Regions from separate parts of the Mus musculus genome. Here region 1 is linked to region 2. The links are chromatin contacts, called in public HiChIP or PLAC-seq maps. All regions are on one chromosome and are shown on one strand. Each heading gives the region's core, a stretch centred on a gene start, on an enhancer-like site or on the middle of the called end of the contact. The rest is flanking DNA. Distances are from core to core; before and after follow the strand shown.

Region 1 (2,700 bases), core at 148-2,647, 200 kb before region 2:
GATCTATCTGTCTGTCTGTCTGTCTATCTATCTATCTATCTATCTATCTATCATCAAGGGAATTTATCAGAATTGCTTACATGCTGTGGTCCAGCTAGTCCAACAATGACTGTCTTGCAGTAGAAGGTCCAGGAATCCAGTGTTGTTCAGCCCACAAGGCTGTGTGCCTCAGCTGATCTTCAGTGTATACCAGACTCCTGAAGAAGCAGGTTCCAATGCCAGTGAGGGCAAGAGCAAGCAGGTGAAGAAAGCTTCTTTCTTTCGTGCCCTTTATATAGGCTGCCCGCAGAAGGGGTGCTCCAGATTAAAGGTGGATCTTCCCATCTCAAAAGATCTGGATTAAAAGTGGGTCTTCCCACATCAAATGATTTAATTAAGACAAAAATTCCTCACGGGTATACCGAGCTGCTAGGGTTCTGGTTAATTTCAGATGTAGTCAAGTTGAGAACCAAGAACAGCCATCTTGGTGATCACTTCCTCCAGGTAAGTTCTGCTTCTGCACATTTCCAGAACCTTCCAAAACAGCACCCCTAACCCCCAGCTGGAGATCCAGTGTTCAAAATATGAACACATGGGCAATATTTCACATTCAAAGCATAGCCCAGAGTCTGAGGATGGCTCAACAGGTAAAGGTACTTGCTGCTAAGACCGCTGACCTGATTTTGATCACATGGCTGACACAGAGGACCGCTGAAACTTATCCTTTGGCCTCTACACGCACAGTGTGGCACATGCATGCTCACACTTACACGTGGACTCGGACACAAAGTAAAACAGATAAACTGTAAACAAAACAACGGAAACCATAGCACACATAAACGTTGGAGAGGGAGGGGTCCACAGAGGTTAAGCCCAGCTCCTCTCTACTCTGAATGTAGAGATGTTTGGTGATGGAGGATATAAGCCACATCCAGAGAATAAGTTGCTCGGCAGCTCTTGCATGGGAGGAGCTGGGGTAGTGGTTAGCAGCTGGCAGGGACAGATCAAATCGGCCTTGGGGATTAAGGCCTGGGGACAATGAGCAGCATAGGTTGCCAGGGATCCCATAGCTTGACTGTTCAGGCTAGTTCTAAAAGTGTGGGTAAGGCACGGGAGTGGATAGAGATCTGCAGAGATCCAAACAAGGACAAGGGGTAGAGCTGGTAACGGAAGCATGGGATGGCATGAAGTTAGGGAAATGAAACCCGTGGGCATGGTATATCGGTCCCAAGGCCTCATATTGCCCCAGTGAGTCATGGGAGAGCTGAGCACCTCCTGGATGACAAACCTCTGGCTGGGTCTGGCCACTTGTCCTCCCACTGATTCACAAATGGCCTTTGAGCTGGAGATGGTCACCCCACACAGTCACGAGGAGGTTGGTTCAGAGGTTCACAGTTAATTCTCTCAATCCACTAAGCTGTGTGGTAAAACTACCAGGTCTGAGGCTCCAGTCTGTTCTGGGTCGGGGCACTGGGCCACACCATCTTGGGTCTACAGATGGAAGCATTGGTCCTGGGGAAGGAGGATCATAGGTGACCAGTTATATAACCTCCTCAGGTACCGAGAGAGGGAACGTTTAAAGCCAGAGCATCGCCAAGCATCCTGACAACACAGGAAGGCACCAGACGTGGGATGTAGGAAGGAGAACTCTGTTATGGTTCCAGTGTAAAATGTCTTCCCTAGACTCACATGTTTGAGCACATGGTCCCCAGCTGGTAGCACTGTTTTGGGAGCTTATGGACCCTTTAGGAGGGGCTTCACACATCACTGGTGGGCAGGCCTTGGGGTTAATAAGCCAGTTATTCTTCTGGCCCAGCTGTCTGTTTTCTGTTTTGCTGAGCTGTGAGCTGAGGATTCCAAGCTGTATATGTGAGCCACCCACTGCCATGCCTTTCCTGCCGTGACAGATTGATCCCACCTTACACCTTAAGCCCAGACATGCTTCCCCCTCCTTAAGTTTCTATGTCAGGTATTTGGCCAGAGATCCTGTTTCACAGGTGAGCAGAGCCCTTGGCTGAGGCCTCTCTCTGAGCAGAGGAAAGAGAAGGATAGTCAGGGAAACGCTGATCCTGCATGCGTTGCTATCCTCACCTAGTGGGACCACAGCCCTTTAGCCTGCCCTTGTGGTGACGCTGCTAGTCTCCCAAGCTGGGAATCTGCTTTTGTTATCCTTTAAGATGGGGTCACATCCTCTATCCTTGATAGAGCGGGGCCAGGGCAGTGCTGGACCACAGGGACTCAGGCCAGATCTTTGGAATAGCTTTCAGGCCTGCTGCCCTACAGGCAGCCGACTGAGGGGTTTGAACTTGCTCTACCAGCATCCCACCAGACACAACCTTGTCACATGCACAGACCACAGAGACACAAATCTCTTTGTTTTGCTCAGTTTAAAAGATGTTTGGCCATGTTTCACAATGAGAAATGCCAGGCCACCCTCCTGCAACAAATCTGTGTGCCAGAAGATGTTCAGATGCAGCTCAGTGCCCTACTGTGGTAATATTTTGCCCTGACTGTCCATGGAAGGCAGAGACTTTGCGCTGCAGACACAGTTGTTTTTCTCTTGGCCTGGGCATCCCAGGCTCCCCTGTAGCCCATGGATATTGCTAAACAGAAAAGGAGATGAGGCAGCAGTTCCTTGGGCCTTCAGGGACACAAGAATGGGGATCTTTGGCAAAGTGGGTCTTCAGCCTTTCCTGCTTTTAAGTTCAATTTATTGTGTTG
Region 2 (2,700 bases), core at 124-2,623:
ATGAGTGTCACAATTGGCATAGAAATCCCAATGGCCAAGGGCAAATTCCTGTCAGGACAAGTGAAATAAGACTACCTAGAACCAAGCTCTGCTGAGAATCAAAAGCCATCCAGCACCCCCTGGAATTTTCCTAACATTTAACAGTTCACTGGCTGCCAGCTCTCTGAGATGAGCTCCTCTTCTCTGTATGCCTCAGGGCGGGTAAGCTTCCCATGTTCCTGGGCATTTTCCACTGAGAAAGAAGAGCACTTTCCCTGAGAAGGGACTCACGATGAGTTTATCCAATCTCATTAGGTCCAATGAGCCACATGTGGCTTTCTAACCTTCTTGCATCTGTGATCTCAGGATAAATGCAAGGAGCAACATCCTCTAGAAGCTAGAGGTTAGTCTGGTGATCTGGTAGGCCAGAGACAGTCTCAGCACCACAGGGCTAAAGCCTGCCACCTCAGCCCTAGCTGGGTCTGCTGCTGCCCACTAAAGACCTCTCCTCTTTAGTGGACCCTGGATGCTCTCCAATGGAACATGAGGGTGAGAGCCAGGGCTTTCCCACATTCACTCACTCCCATCCTAGCCCCCAACCCCTCCTAACTGGAGAAGGGGAGCAGGGAGAGGATGAGGGGAGGGGAGGTCGAGGGAGGAGCTATGGGAACAGGGCAACTGCGCCCACCATCAGCAGGAGTTCCAGCCAAGTTGGAGAGTGTGATCTCGCCTTTACCTTTCTGGGTTTTTGATTTCTTCTGTTACAAAATTAAGGGTGTCCCAACCTGAGTAAGAGAAGAGGGCAGAGTACAGGGCAAGAGAGAGGTCTCCCACATTCCACGAGGAACCTTTAAAGGCGTCCTGAAAGTGCTCAGTGTGTCCTGTGGGGCAAAGACGGGTGGGAGACCAGGCAAAAGAGAAGGGAGATAGAAGGAATGTGAAGAACAGAAAGAATACAGAGGGAGAATTAAAAAGATGAAACAAAAGGAGAAAAAAGAAGAGAGACAAAAAACAGGGCAGGGGAAGAAAAAAAAACATTATTTAATACGAAAGGAGCAATAACCAAAACCTCCCCACATTCACTGCCCCATCTAAAACTAGGTAATCAAGAAAGCAAAAGCAGCCCGGCTGCACTCTGAAGGGACACTTCTTCCAGGGCCCTAAGGAATGTCCATTTCCCAGAGGTGACCTCAGCTCTTCTTCCTATTTTGATGTCACTGGTCATTTCACACAGAGGAGTAATTTCCACTCACAATCAGACCCAGCACAAAGTCTGGGCTCAGATCACTGTATGATTTAGACATGTGGTTCTATCAGTCTATTTGCAGTGGGTGCGGTGTGGCTGTCTGGGGCCGGAAATCTAGGGCTACAGAGTAAGCCAGGTCTTATCTCATAGTGAGCCAACCCCACCCTTCAGAGCAACAAACCAAGACAGAGTGATTCGTCACCTTTCCTGGGGGCCTCTGGGGACCGCAAATAGAAAACCTACCTAGCTTCTCAAGACAGACAAGCAGACAGCATGGAGTTTTGAACAGGAGTCGGCCTCCTAAAGGGCTTGTCATCACCCCCTGAAGAAAGCCTAGACTTAGAGTAGAAAGAAGGCTCGGTGGCCAACCCCTTGGAACTCCAGGGAGATCTGACACCCTCTTCTGGCCTCAGGACCCACACACATGTGGCATATTCACACGAACAATATATATATATATATTAATTTTTACATATATATGTGTGTGTGTGTGTGTGTGTGTGTGTGTGTGTGTGTGTGTGTGTAATAGAAAGGTTACACCCAGAACTCAATGTGGCAAAAAGGTGTAGGTGTGCAGCAAGAGCTTCCATGGGGTCTCAGTGGTTCTCTAAGGCACACATTGCAGAGAAGGATTACTCAGTAGCCCAATTTTACTATAAGATGCTCCTGAGACTCCAGTGACATCTAGATGCCTAGCTGTAGTCACTTGCCCAAAGCTGTGTTTTTATGAAGTGTATTAGGCAATTCTTAGGCAGGAACTTTATGCACTAGTACCAAGTGACTACAGCCAGGCATCCAGATGTCCTTGGAGTATCAGGTCCTTAGGACCAAACACACATAAGAATCTTTTAATTTTTGATTCAAACTAACAGGTCTGAGATGAAGGCTCAGCTCCCTAGGTGACTGTAAATACTGCCATGTTTAGGGGCTGGTAACAGAACACTGGCTGTTAAATGAGCAAGATGCCCTTTGTCAAAGGCTTTAGGATAGCCTGGAAAGCCCACCAGTGTCTCTGATCAGTCTGCTCTGATCCCAGAATGAAAACCTTTCAAGAGCCAATAAGTAGCTGGATATGGTGGTACATGTCTTTAATCACAGCTACTGGACAACATGCTAAATTACAGGCCAGCCCAAAATATAGTTCAAGACATTATCTTTAAAAAAGTTTTTAAAAATTTTAAATTAAAAGGACTAGGGATGTGGCTGAGTGGTAGAGTCTAATATAGCACACATAAAATTCTGGTTCCATCCTCAGCAAAAGTTAAAAAGAAAAGAAAAGAAAAAAAAAGGGGGGGGGGCTGGTGAGATGGCTCAGTGGGTAAGTGCACCCGACTGCTCTTCGACTGCTCTTCCGAAGGTCCGAAGTTCAAATCCCAGCAACCACGTGGTGGCTCACAACCACCCGTAATGAGATCTGATGCCCTCTTCTGGTGCGTCTGAAGACAGCTACAGCGTACTTACATATAATAAATAAA

The links. HiChIP or PLAC-seq counts read pairs in DNA pulled down with a chosen protein or histone mark.
Region 1: a contact with region 2 is called in a FOXA1 HiChIP or PLAC-seq map of pancreatic cancer cells. The contact joins two enhancer-like sites. A contact is called at or near these places in 4 of 115 datasets of contacts at active chromatin or transcription factors (bone marrow-derived macrophages, embryonic stem cells, microglia and 1 more).

What each region holds. Positions count from the first base shown.
Region 1 is chr8:106,386,513-106,389,212 of GRCm38.p6, reverse strand. No RefSeq gene overlaps it. Among named protein-coding and RNA genes, the nearest start is that of Gm34026, 12 kb to the left of the region's middle. Within about 2 kb of position 1,397, at least 17 of the 459 cell types and tissues checked have an H3K27ac peak or open chromatin away from gene starts, as enhancers often do. A contact at or near this core is called in pancreatic cancer cells, where this site is marked.
Region 2 is chr8:106,190,499-106,193,198 of GRCm38.p6, reverse strand. It overlaps Slc7a6 (solute carrier family 7 (cationic amino acid transporter, y+ system), member 6), which reads right to left. Exons shown (of 10, transcript NM_178798.4): 4 at 716-860; 5 at 1-48. Among named protein-coding and RNA genes, the nearest start is that of Slc7a6os, 19 kb to the left of the region's middle. Within about 2 kb of position 1,373, at least 26 of the 459 cell types and tissues checked have an H3K27ac peak or open chromatin away from gene starts, as enhancers often do. A contact at or near this core is called in pancreatic cancer cells, where this site is marked.